2 separate regions of the Oryctolagus cuniculus genome follow, and region 2 is linked to region 1. The links are chromatin contacts, called in public Hi-C maps. All regions are on one chromosome and are shown on one strand. Each heading gives the region's core, a stretch centred on a gene start, on an enhancer-like site or on the middle of the called end of the contact. The rest is flanking DNA. Distances are from core to core; before and after follow the strand shown. Region 1 has its middle 95 kb from the start of DUSP6. Region 2 holds the start of DUSP6 (dual specificity phosphatase 6).

Region 1 (2,856 bases), core at 129-2,628:
CAATTTCATTGACCAATTATGATTTATGGTCTGTAATTGTCCGAGCACATGACCTGCTCTTTCAAAGTGAAAGGAAATGCTAATCAGTGAAGAGGGTTGTCCTGCGCTGCACATGCCTTCCTCAGTATAGACTGTGATGGCAACGTTGCACAAGAAGGGTTCGCTCTCACAGACCTACGCGTGATAACCCAGCCAAGTTGCTATTTCAGCCCTGCTGTTGGCCTTTCATCTCAGGGCCTTTATCTAAGTCCCTTCTTTATTAACCTGATAACTGTCTCACCATAGCTTATCTTTCATTTCTTACAGCAGTCTCATTCTTTCTGAGAAACAAGCCACCTCGGATAAAGCACAAAACATCGGGTCAGCCCATGCAGAACTATGTCGCTTTTTCGACACGTGCAAGGAATCTAGGGCTCTGCAGAACTGCAGATATGACAAGGAATTGTAAGTCAATTTCAACTGTTAGGCTCATCATCTAGATGCTGAGAACCCCCCATAATAACTGTACAAGCTCATAAAACCTGACAAACTACCCTTTGGAAAAATATATAAAATCAAACTACCTCTGATCCATTCACCAGGGACCGACATATTATAAATAAATAACTGTTACAGCACCATGGTGAGCAGCCAGCAGCTTCCTCAGAATCTTCAATTCAATGCCTTTTAAAGAAAATAAAGTGAGATTTCTTGAGTGTTAAGCTTGGAAGGATACCTTTATTCAAATGGCAAGAGTGGCATTTTGGGGGAGAAGGTGCTGGTACCTTAGAATATTTTTAAATATTCTAGACCCTGTATCACACAGTTAGAGAAAGCTTACTCATGAGGTTTATTCCCAAAAGAAAACAAGTCAATAACCTTTCCATAGATAAGGATTTGAAACTGCAATTATCTTACATTAAATTTCTCATTAGGAATAATTTATTATGCAAAACAGCCGAGTCAACAGTTTACCACTCATATATCAGCAAGCCTAGATCAAACATGTCATAAAGGCACAGTTGAGAGATATCATTTGTTGATTAAGGCCTATTACAAACAAATACCCTTTCCCCTGATTTCATAATCAACAAGATGATACTGAGATTTTACCACTTACTTATGGTCATTGAGTTCATAAGCCACAGATATTTAGAGCAGAAATGATCTTGAGGGATTTATCTAAAAACAGCTTCATTTTACAGATGAAAAAACACATTCCCAGAATGGTTAAAGGACTTGTGAAGAGAACAAAATCCAAACCAGAACCCTCCTCCAGGTCCGACCCCTTCATCCCCTGTTTCCGGCTGCATATAAATAGCAGAGACTGGTTTTCCACAAAGGCTGAATTGGTAACTGGAAAGATGTTTGAATGATAGGCATTTGCAAGCACTCCTACAGGAAGCAAGGGTTGTTGGCTTTGAAATAACCCAACTGTTATTCACATGTGCCCCATGACAACTTTCTGCTCATCTGTTGAAATTTAGTTGCCATAAAAATAACAAACATTTTCCACTTGTCCCTAACTCTTTCTTGTTACCACTGACAAATGACTCACTGAGAAACAACTTTTGTCAGCGTCCAGTTGCGTAGTGGATTTTTATAACTGCCTTTCCTGGGTCAAGGATCAGCCATGTGTAACCCTTTGGGGATATTATTGGGTATAAACTCTGTGGCAACTGCACTTGCTACATCATTCATTTAATTGGTTCAAGTATAATGCCAGGAAGACCAAAGTTAACACACTCATACTCAGTATGTCTCACGCCAGGCAGGAAAGAGAAAACACCAGCCTTTGGCTCCAAGAGAACATGCAGAGGGTAACAACTTCATTAGCAATACTACAGCACAAGCCCACGAGCGTGACAAGGGACCCCTTGTATTTCTACATACAAAAGCCTACACACAAGTTCATATTTCTACCAAAACTCAAATGCATTATTTTTCATAGGTTAGGAAAGAAATACAGAAAGTCTAAAGCATTTACCATAAGTCACATAATTAGTTACTAATAGAACTCAGATAAGAATCCACTTTTCCCAGTATCTACAAAGAGGCTACAGTAGTTTGTAGAACAGCAGAATGAAAAGAAAATGTGGGGTGGACATTTAGACTAGAAGTTAAGATTCTGCATAATATGCCAGCTTCCCACATCAGAGTACCTGGGTTCAGAAACAGCTCCAGCTCCTGACTCCAGTTTCCTGTTAATGCAGACCCTGGAAGGCAGTGGCGATGACTCGGGTGGTTGGGTCCCTGCCACCATGTGGAAGATGTGGGTTGAATTCCTTCCTTGAGCTGCAGCCTGGCCCACTCCCAGCCATCGTGGGCACTTGGTGAGGGTACCAGTGAAGGGAGCTCTTTCTATATATCTGTCTCAAATAAACAAATAAATGAAATAATGTGAATTTTCCAAGAACCTTTTGATGATCCCTTTTATTACAATGTTCTTTTCATTAGACTTGTGGTTCACAATGATTCTTTAAGGCTTATAATAGGTTTATGTGTTCACACAATCTTGCATGCTGGCAACCTTTAGATTCCTAATTATATTCTAAGCTAATTCTAATCTATTCCTGAAGATTCTTTACGTAAAAAGTACTATCAAAGGGGCTGGCACTATGGTATAGAGGGTAAAGCCACTGCCCACAGTGCCAGCATCCCATATGGGCACCCGTTTAAGTCCCAGCCACTCCACTTCTGATCCAGCTCTCTGCTATGGCCTGGGAAAGCAGTAGAAGATGGCTCAAGTGCTTGGGCTCCTGCACCCACATGGGAGACCTGGAGGAAGCTCCTGACTCCTGGCTTCAGATCAGTGCAGCTCCGGCCACTGCGGCCAACTGGGGAGTGAACCAGCAGATGGAATCTCTTCTTTCTCTC
Region 2 (2,872 bases), core at 210-2,709, 95 kb after region 1:
GGGCGAACTCGGCTTGGAACTTACTGAAGCCACCTGCCAGGGCGAGAAAAAGGAGTCGTGTAACCCGAGATGCCGTAGTAGTTTTCACGGCTCGTGAGAACCGCAGCCGCGGGCAGGAAATACCACAAGCACCCTTCCAACCCCCTTGCGCGCAGAGCCGAAGATCAGAAAAACACATTTAAATGTGCGCCCTCAGGAATGGAAGGAACCGGGCCGCCTCCCCTGGGGATCCCTCACTCTTTTGAGTCCGGAAATGCACAAATTGGCAACATTTCTGTAACCCCACCACCACCACCTCCCCAGCCCTGCAAATCTTACTTCAAATTGAGAAGGTAGAAAACTAGGATCGAGGTGGAGGTGAAAGACGCAGATCTCGGGTTAGCAAGAAACCTCCGCGGCCCGGCTCTGCCGCGCGGAGCGCGCGTGGTTCCCGGCCCCTTGCTGGGTGTGGGTGGCCCTGGCCGCGCGCCTGGGGCACGTACCTTCCAAGTAGAAGGCCCGGCAGCCCTCGTCCTTGAGCTTCTTGAGCAGCAGCCCGAGCACCGACTCGCCGCCGGTGTTCTCGTTCCAGTCGCTGCTGCTCTCGTCGTACAGCACCACCGTGTCGGTGCCGCAGCGCCGGGTGAAGCGGTCCCGGTCCTCGCTGCGCGTGAAGAGCGCGCGCACCGGCAGGTTGCCCTTCTGCAGGCGCCGCAGCATGATGCCCGGGATGGCCACGTTGATGGCCGACTCGATGTGCGACGACTCGTACAGCTCCTGCGGCCGGCAGTCCATCAGCAGCAGCCGCTCGTTGCCCAGCTCCAGCTGCTCGTTGAGCCACGCCACCGTCTTGCTGACCGCCATTTCCGACGCGAAGGGCACGGGTCTGAGCGTATCTATCATGGGGGTCGAGCTGCAGGAGAAGGTGGGGTGCCCTAGCAGACGCCCCTCGGGGCAGGCATAGGCCGAGCGCGCCGCGCGAAGCCGCCGCTCTCGGAGCGGGGTTTTAATTCCGCCTCGCCTTTCCCAAGTCCAGGCTAGCGGCTGGGGAAGGCGAGACAGACGGGAACCCGGCCGTCCTCTCTGCACCCGAGCTGCAGCCGCTCGCGCCCGGCGTCAATGAATCTCTGAATGAAGCTGCCCAGTTTTGTTCCTCCCGGGTGAATGAAATCCAATTAATTCGGACTCCGTGCTACCGAGAGAAGAAGAAGGAAAAAAAAAAAAAAAGTCTAGCGGCTGCTAATCCCTCCCTCTGAGGCTGCACCTCAGATCTACCCGGGCGTCTCTCTCCCCGGATTACCAAAGCCTCGATTTGCTCACTGTCCCTAGGACTCAACCCGCGCACACCCCCTGCGCGAGGCAGCTCCTCAATGGATACAAACAGCGAGCGCCTCAATGGATACATTCTCCGGGCCAGCCAATGAGCGCGCTGCGGAAGGGGCTGTTGCCGTGGGGACGGGCCGGCTGGAACAGGTTGTGTTGATGAATTGTTAATGAGTTTGTCATTCACAAAAACGGAAAGGAATTTCCGCTCCGGATAAGCCCCAGTGCAAACAAGCTGCAGCAGCGGGCTGGGCGGGAGGAGGAGAGAGAGGCGGCGGCGGCGGTGGAGGAGGAGCGGGGCGCACAAACCGGGGCACTTCAGTTGTCTCGTGTTTCCTTCTGCCGAGAGTTCGCACTTCGCGTCGGAACTTTAGCGCATACACGGTGCAGTTAGCATGCACAAAGGCCCTTGTTCGCTACGCTTGTGCTTGCGAGATAGCTTTAGGGAAACTTGTGCTACACCCCCCTCCTTTGCCCCCCTTTGTTCCCAGCACACTCGCTTGGACCTGAGTTCTCTTTAGCCTCCCCCCCCCCCCTTTCTAGGCGGTGTGTGGCATTTGTTTGCAAGTTTTAAAAGCCCAGCTCTGTTTTCTCTGATGTTCTTTTAGCCGAGGCCGTGTTGGGGCTGGTGAGCTGCTTTGCGGCTTTAGTGACCGCCGAGGTGTTAAATGCTAATCCAACATCTTTCGAAACAAGCCAGTTTGTTGAAACATTTTTTAAGCGAACAAATACACAATTTTTTTTTTTGGTGGTGGTCGTCTGGTTACACAACCCCCCCCCCCCCCAAAGCTTTTAGTTAAAAAAAAAAAAAGGGCTCGGTTCGGCAGCATATATACTTAAAAAAAAAAAAAGACTTTGGTTTAAAAGCAGTGTCGCGTACAGAAGGGAACTCGCCAGCAGTCCGTTGTCTTGACTCCGCTCCGGCAGCGTGGAGCGACAGGAGCCATTGTGTCCGTGATCCAGCCCCTGCCCCCCGCGCCCCACTAGGGTCTCAGCCACGGAGCGCTGCGGGGTCGCGTTCCTTCGTGATTTCTGGGCGAGAAGCTGAGTTTTCGACTGCAGTGCCTGCGAGGGGCGCTACGACGCGCCGCGCCGGACTGGCACTGCCCGCGGTCGGATTTGGCACCGGGGGAGTCCTTGCCGGAGGCCTGCAGGTTGAGGGGGCTCAGCGGGAGGACTCGGGGATGGGTTACCGCAGCCCTGGAAGCAAGTCCGAGGGGCGCCTCCCCAGCCCCAGCAGCCCCCCAGCCCCTAGCCCAGCGCCGGGCAGTCGGGGAGCACCAGCCGCGCCTGCGCATGGGACTCCTCACCCCCCCACCCCCACCCCACGGCCCCGCCGCCCGCGCCTCCCCGTGTGGCGGGCGAGGGGCCTCCCGCGACCCCGTGGACGGGTGCGGGGCTGAGCGAGGAACTCCGGGCTCCCTAGAGATCGGGGGCGGGTGAGCGGCTTAGAGTGGAGCCTGACAGTACCTCCTGGCTCTCAAAATATGAGGGGGTCTCGGGGCACGTCTCTGGCCCCCCGCAGAGCCAGCAGGTAACTTGGGGAGGTGCGGGCCAGGCAGGCGAGCTG

Evidence for each region. Hi-C and Micro-C count contacts between places; a contact is called where the count stands out from the background.
Region 2: a contact with region 1 is called in a Hi-C map of an unstated tissue, with 2.5 times the contacts expected there. The contact joins the promoter of DUSP6 here to the enhancer-like site in region 1. A contact is called at or near these places in 2 of 6 Hi-C or Micro-C datasets (ear pinna and an unstated tissue).

Annotation. Positions count from the first base shown.
Region 1 is chr11:91,906,268-91,909,123 of mOryCun1.1, forward strand. No RefSeq gene overlaps it. Among named protein-coding and RNA genes, the nearest start is that of DUSP6, 95 kb to the right of the region's middle. Within about 2 kb of position 1,379, at least 1 of the 8 cell types and tissues checked has an H3K27ac peak or open chromatin away from gene starts, as enhancers often do.
Region 2 is chr11:92,001,430-92,004,301 of mOryCun1.1, forward strand. DUSP6 (dual specificity phosphatase 6) reads right to left here and starts at 1,460. Exons shown (of 3, transcript XM_002711379.5): 1 at 483-1,460; 2 at 1-33. The coding sequence starts at 882. It overlaps LOC103348378, which reads right to left. Exons shown (of 5, transcript XM_070053191.1): 4 at 2,773-2,872; 5 at 2,157-2,450. The coding sequence ends at 2,286.